2 separate regions of the Mus musculus genome follow, and region 1 is linked to region 2. A link is a contact called in public HiChIP or PLAC-seq data. All regions are on one chromosome and are shown on one strand. The core of a region is the stretch at or near the end of the contact, and the rest is flanking DNA. Distances in the headings are between cores, read along the strand shown.

Evidence for each region. HiChIP or PLAC-seq counts read pairs in DNA pulled down with a chosen protein or histone mark.
Region 1: an H3K27ac HiChIP or PLAC-seq map of microglia shows a contact between it and region 2, with 4 times the contacts expected there. The contact joins the enhancer-like site here to the promoter of Smarca5 in region 2. A contact is called at or near these places in 6 of 484 Hi-C or Micro-C datasets (the G1E-ER4 cell line, the NIH/3T3 cell line, bone marrow-derived DN2 thymocytes and 3 more), 4 of 115 datasets of contacts at active chromatin or transcription factors (the 230-238 cell line, embryonic stem cells and microglia) and 1 of 9 other capture datasets (pancreatic islet).

Annotation. Positions count from the first base shown.
Region 1 is chr8:80,796,461-80,799,555 of GRCm38.p6, forward strand. All of the region lies in intron 2 of Gab1 (growth factor receptor bound protein 2-associated protein 1), which reads right to left. Among named protein-coding and RNA genes, the nearest start is that of Gm51580, 16 kb to the right of the region's middle. Within about 2 kb of position 1,646, at least 4 of the 459 cell types and tissues checked have an H3K27ac peak or open chromatin away from gene starts, as enhancers often do. A contact at or near this core is called in the 230-238 cell line and microglia, where this site is marked.
Region 2 is chr8:80,738,081-80,741,385 of GRCm38.p6, forward strand. It overlaps Smarca5 (SWI/SNF related, matrix associated, actin dependent regulator of chromatin, subfamily a, member 5), which reads right to left and starts at 1,379. Exons shown (of 24, transcript NM_053124.2): 1 at 843-1,379. The coding sequence starts at 1,016.

The DNA of each region.
Region 1 (3,095 bases), core at 396-2,895, 59 kb after region 2:
TTGGGAGGAGCTGAGTTCAATTCCTGACATCCACACTAGGCAGCTTCCAACTACCTAGTAGGAATCCTAGATTCAAGGCCTCCCTAGCACCTTTGTATACACACACACACACACACACACACACACACACACACACACTAAAAAAGGATCTTTTTGTTTGTTTGTTTGTTTGTTTGTTTGTTGTAAAAAGACACGTAAGAATGGTCAGACCTTTGTAGAACAACTGAAATGTCCATTTACCGATATTCAAATAGACCCATATTGTATGAGAGTAATAGGAGTGAGGGAGTGCTGTATGGGGAAAAAAACCCACCACATACTTCAACATGGTGACTTTTATGGAAGAGGTAAGCCAGACTCCATGGTTCTTTTTTTTTTTTTTTTTTTTTAGAGGATTTAAAACAGGCAAAATTCATGACTGGGGACAGAAGTTAAAACTATCCCGCTGGAGAGATGGCTCAGATGTTAAGAGTACTGACTGCTCCTGAGTTCAATTTCCAGCAACCTGGTGGCTCACAATCATCTGTAAGGGGATCTGATACCTTCTTCTGGTGTGCAAGAAGAGAGCGAGACGGTGTACTCATATACATACATACATACATCTTAAAATGAAACAAAACAAAATTATCCCAAATCTACTCTAGGAAATTTCTCTAGGATTTCTCTAGGAAAAGGATTCTTTGCTGGAATGTGAATCCTGAAATTCTTGATCTGAGCTTGGCCTTTAAAGCACACTCACGTATATCCATGTACAAATGTAGACATAGAAAACCTCTAAGCAATGCACTGGTCATCTATGCCTACACAATAGTAATAGTGGATGTCTTAATAAAAACGTAAAAAGAGTTGGGCGTGGCGACGCACAGTTTAAGTTCCAGCACCCAGGAGGCAGAGGCAAGAGAACCTCTGTTTGAATCCTGTCTCATTAAAAAAAAAAAAAAGTAAAAAAAAAAATCTCAAAGTAAATTTTACTTATTAGTTTATGTGAAGGGCGGGTTTCTGCTTGTTTATTTGGTTTCCGTTTTGTCTTTTTCCTTGTTTGTATGTGTGTCTGTGTACCTGCCTGGTGCCTGCAGAAGTCAGAAGGAGGTATTGAGTCCCCAGAACTGGAGTTACAGACAGTTTTAAGTTGTTACGTGATTGCTGGGAATGGAACCCGGGGTCCTCTGGAAGAGCAGCCAGTGATCTTAATGTCTGAGCCATCTCTCCAGACTCAGTCAAAGGAAATTTAGAAGCCCTTGGTGACTACTGTGTTATAGAAAAGATGAAATCCTTGTACCCACCCAACCCCCTACACTTTCTTTCCACCTCTGAGAAACGGTCTTCTATGTTTGTAAGACCTTGAACTTCTGATCCTCCTGCCTCCACCTCTTAGGTGCTGACATTTACAGGCATATACCATTATGTCACATCTATGCTGTTCTGAGGATCAAACGCAGAGCTTTGTACACGCTAGACAAACACACTGCTGAGATATTCTCAGTCTATATATTTTTTCCTTAAGTATCAGTTTATCTTACTAAAGGCAAGAACCTCAAATCGGGAATTGCATTTTCTTTTAATTTAAACTACCATGATCTGGACACTCTGAGAAAAGCAATTTAAGCTCATACCCTAAACTTAGCCCAGAGGTTTTGCTAGATGTCAGTGAGCTTCCTGCAGCCCTGGCTGGGCTTCCTAGTGCTTGTTTAGCAAATTTAACAGCTTCCACCTTGGTGAGCCCGAACCAAAATAAAAAGTCAATCTGCACATTTCCAAGAAAAACAAAAGAACCCCAGTTTCTACCCCCAAATCCACTAAAGAAAAACCTTAGCAGGAACCGCACACAGTTCAGTGAGCTAGAATTTAAAAACAGGAGGGCCTGCCAGCGTTCCGAGTATTCAATAATAGCAGTGGTCACCTGGGGCAGCGGAAATAACATGGTAATGATATTTTGAGAGGTTCCTGGAATCAAAACACAGGTCAGAATTTTCCCCTTTCCTTTTGTTTTGAGGGAAAATTAGTTATTCTCAGAGGGATCGGGAGACTGATTTTCTCAGACAGTGCTGTCCAAGCAGAGTCTATTTCTTCCCACATCTGGCTTGAAATTCAAATAGTAAAAAAAGTGTCACAAGGTATCAGCCAACTGTTGAAACAAGAACACTGCATATTCAGTCTTGGAAAGGGAGAGCACATGCCTGAGAGACAGACCTAACAAAGGCCAAGGAAGCCATTGCTCTTTCGGGAGTAGTTATGAGGGATGGTTGGAGACAAGAGAATAGAAAATTGCTGATAGAGGGGCTGGAGAGATGGCCCAGCGGTCAAGAGAACTGGTTGTTCTTCCAGAAGACCTAGCTCACAACTGTCTGTAACTCTAGTCCTAGGGATCCCAGCATCCTATTCTGGCCTCCTCGGGCACCAGGCATACATGTGACACACACTAATACATGCAGGCAAAATACCCCCACACATTAAAAAAACCAACAAAAATCCTGTCTGTAAACCAGTTCCACGGGATCTGATGCCCTCTTCTGACCACTGCTGGCACTGCACCCACATAGTGCACAAACATCCCGGTTTTCACTCTAGCACATGGAATGGTGGGGATTACTGCTACAAAGCTCTGCTCTGCTGTTTAGAGTCCACATCTGTCTTGAGATACAGTGAAGGTATGTACTGCAAATGCATGAGGAATGGCTGATTTTAAAGCCATTACTTACATATAGTTCTTAGATATAGTTACTTTGATATAGTTTATAAGCTGTAGGAAGTATGGGGAGATTGAAATTACGAGGGATTTTGTTGTTTAGGGACCAAATACAAAGGGTTTGTGATTAGCAATGTTCTGGTGTCCAGCTCACAAACCACAATTCCATATTTGAATAATGGTTTATAAATGAGCTCACTGTCTTCTACCCTTCATACTTGATTACGAAAACACAAAGTACCCAAATATATTGGTCACCCATTTTTAAGGACTATGGAGTTCTGCTATTAAAAATGTTCCTGCTGCTTTCAAGCTGGGGAGGGGTGGGCTGTGGGGAGCAGTGAGAGCACAGCCTGTGTATGTCACAGCCTATGGCACAAGGTGCTCTGCAGGTAAAGCACCTGCCACC
Region 2 (3,305 bases), core at 129-2,628:
AGACTGGAACTACAGAATACCTCAAAACAAGGCCAAGGCCAAGAATAAAAATTGGAAGCAGTAACTTTGTTCCCAGGCAACTCAATGCCTGGGAGCATGTCCAAAGAGACCTGCCTGGCAGCTCCCCCATTTTCCACTCTCTCCCCGCTTCCTCCAGTATTGTCACCATCATCTGGCCCACTGGAGCCCCAAGAAGGTGGTTCAACAGCGAATCCTCCGAATGGCTTCAAAAGGAAGCAATGCGCAGAGCTAGAAGCCCATCATCCTTCCCCGAGGCTCCCATTCATTCAGTTCTCCATGCATACACCCGTAATTGGATGGGGATCCAGGACAGGTGCTGCGGCTGTCACGCTCGTTCCCCTCCCGGTGGAGCAGGGCCCGGGAGGGGCTTCCCCTCGTTGCACACAAGCAGCTGCGCCCCGCTTATCCCCACTGCGCACTCGGCCCTCCAGCTCTCGCCATTGTCTCTGCCCAGAACAGACAGATGCCGCCCCCGCCAGCACGGGGATGAGGCACTGGAGGCGCAAGTCCCCAGCTGCGACGCTGGGAAACGTCGCCCCTCGCCCCGGGAATCCCACTCCGGAGGGGCATCTCCCTCGCCTTCCTCAAAGTTTAGTGCAAACTAAAACCTAAATCGGGAGAAATTGAGCGAGTTCTGGGGGAGCCTGGCAATGGAGGAAACGGGTCCCCTCGGCCCCAGTAATCAGGAACATGTGTTTCGTAAGAGCGATCCGCGGTCGGGCTAGGCTAGCTACACCGAGGGGAAAAGGTAAAGGTGAAGAGCAGGAGACGCGCCGGCCGAGCATCCACCTCCCTCCCTCCCCGCGCACGGCCGCGCTCACCTCCATCTCGGTGTCCGCGGGGCCCGAGCCCGCAGCACACGGAGCCGCGGGCGCCGCGCCGCCCTCGGGGCCGCCTTTGTTGCCGCTGCTGCTCCCGCCGGCGCCCGCCGCCGAGGGCTTGGAAGGCGCGCTCTCGGGAGGCGGGGGCGGCGGAGGCTCCACCGCGGACGACATGTTCCGGCTGCGTCACCCGCCGCGGCCACGGGCAGGCGCGGCGCCGAGGGAAGCGGCTTGGGCCTGCGCGACACGGGCGTCCGGGCCGCCGGAGGAGTGAGACCTGCCCGGAAGCTCTCACGCGCGAGGGCTCCGCCACCGACCCGAGCCGGCCCAGCCGCGCCGCTCGCCTCGCCGTCCTCTTCCGCGGGACTCTGCTCCACAGGCGTTTACCTCACGGCGGGAATCACGTCGACGGGAGTGGGCGGGGCCAGCGGGGTCACGGAGGTCAGGGAAGGCGGGCTGACTCTGAGGAGGCGGAGGGCCGAGGGAAAGGGAAAGGAAAACGGAAGGTTCTCAGAGGCCTCCCGGCGCCTTCTCCTCTCCGGGAGTGGATTCTCTTCTCCAGCCAACCAGGACAGCTACCTACGCCACCCGCTCTCAACCCTCGCGAGATCGCTCGTTCCCCCTTAGAAGGCCGGCTCGCGAGGGCGCGTGCGCATGCTCCTCCTTGGCCCCGCCTCCTCCAGGCCTCTAGCGGGCTGTGGAGCCGAGTGGGCGGGGCCTCGAGGAAGCGCGTCGGCGGTGCTTTGCGCCTCCGCTCCTCCGAGTGACGCGAGCTGGGTCTTCGGCGCTCCCGTAACGGCTCGGCTCGCTGTCTTCCGCCGCGCTAGGGCTCCCTCTTGGGAACGGCGCGACTGTTAGGCAAGGAGCAAAGGCCTGGGCTGGCCTTCGTCGTCCTGCCGCCTTCGCTCACGGGCGTGACGTTAAGTGACGTTGGACGCCTGAGAAGAAAAATCACCTCAGAATTAAAAAGTCTGCGTGTTCGCTCCGTCAGTCGGCTTCGTTTAGAGAGTTCGGCGTTTGTCAAGTTCAAGTTAAGACAGAAGACGCGCTGCCCTGTTAGAATGGCAGCAGATAAAGGCAGACAAATGATGGCGAGTTTTCGCATGAAACAAATACACATTTGTCTCAAGAAGTGTTTACCAGGCGTGGTGGCGCACACCTTTAATCCCAGCACTACAGAGGCAGAGACAGGCGGATCTCTTGAGTTGAGGCCAGCCTGGTCTACAGAGCGAGTTCCAGGACAGCCAGGGCTACACCGAGGAAACAAGTGTTCGTTATTCGTGTTGCTTCTTTATCCTGCCTTAGGCTGTCATGGAGGCTACTGAATCCTACGGAATATAAACACTGTTCCATTCATCCCCCACCTACTCCCAGGCACAAAAGATCTTTATCTTAATTAATCCCATTATTTAGTCCCCACCTATGTTGAATAAAAAGTCTTTTCCAGAGTTACTTTCAAACTTCTTGGAATAGATAATATTCATATATAATTTCAAATGTTTTAACCAGTCGAATAATCGTTAACTAAAATGGAGAACCTGAAAACGCTCTCGTTTAACATACTGTAGCTCATTTGGTGAGTTGTTGGGGAGCATACATGAAATCCTGGGCTTGAGTCCTAGCACTATTTAATCTGGATGCCGTGACTCGTACCCCAAATCCCAGCACTTAGAGAAGTGTAGGCACGGTCATCCTTGGCTACTAGGCCAGCCTAGACTAAAAGACACTAAAAGTGTCTCCAAAAACTAATAGATATAAGGAGCTGGAAGAGATGGTTCAAAGGTTAAGAGCACTGGTTCAATTCCCAGCACCCGTATGTCAGCTCATAACTGTTAAGTCTAGTTCCAGGGGATTCAACCCCCTCACATATATGCATAATTAAAAATATTTTGCCGGCGGGGAGTGAGACTGGGTTATTCTCTATAGCCCTGGCTGTCCTGGAACTCACTGTTTAGACCAGGCTGGAATTAAAGGTGTACACTGTGCCACCACCACCACCCAGCAAAATAAAATCTTTTTTTAAAAAGTAGTATAAAGCCACGTGGTGGTGGTGCATGCCTTTAATCCCAGCACTCGGGAGGCAGAGGCAGGCGGATTTCTGAGTTCGAGGCCAGCCTGGTCTGCAGAGAGTTCCAGGACAGCCAGGGCTATACAGAGAAACTCTGTCTCGAAAAAACAAAAAAACAAAACAAAAAGTAGTATTAAAAAGTATTTCAAAGATATAGTAATGCTTACATATATATGTGGTTAAATACAATAATTCTCAGCGTAGTCTTTATAGTGGCAAAAAGCTAGTAAAGGGCTAAAATTGAACATATTAATATTAAGAATATTGTACACCTTTAAAATGAACTAGTAGCATTTAACAATCATTAACATAAAAGTATGTTCATTATGAAGTACTATCTGAAAATGTTTTGTACTTCAAAAATGTGTTCAAACAAGTATATTTGTGGAATTATT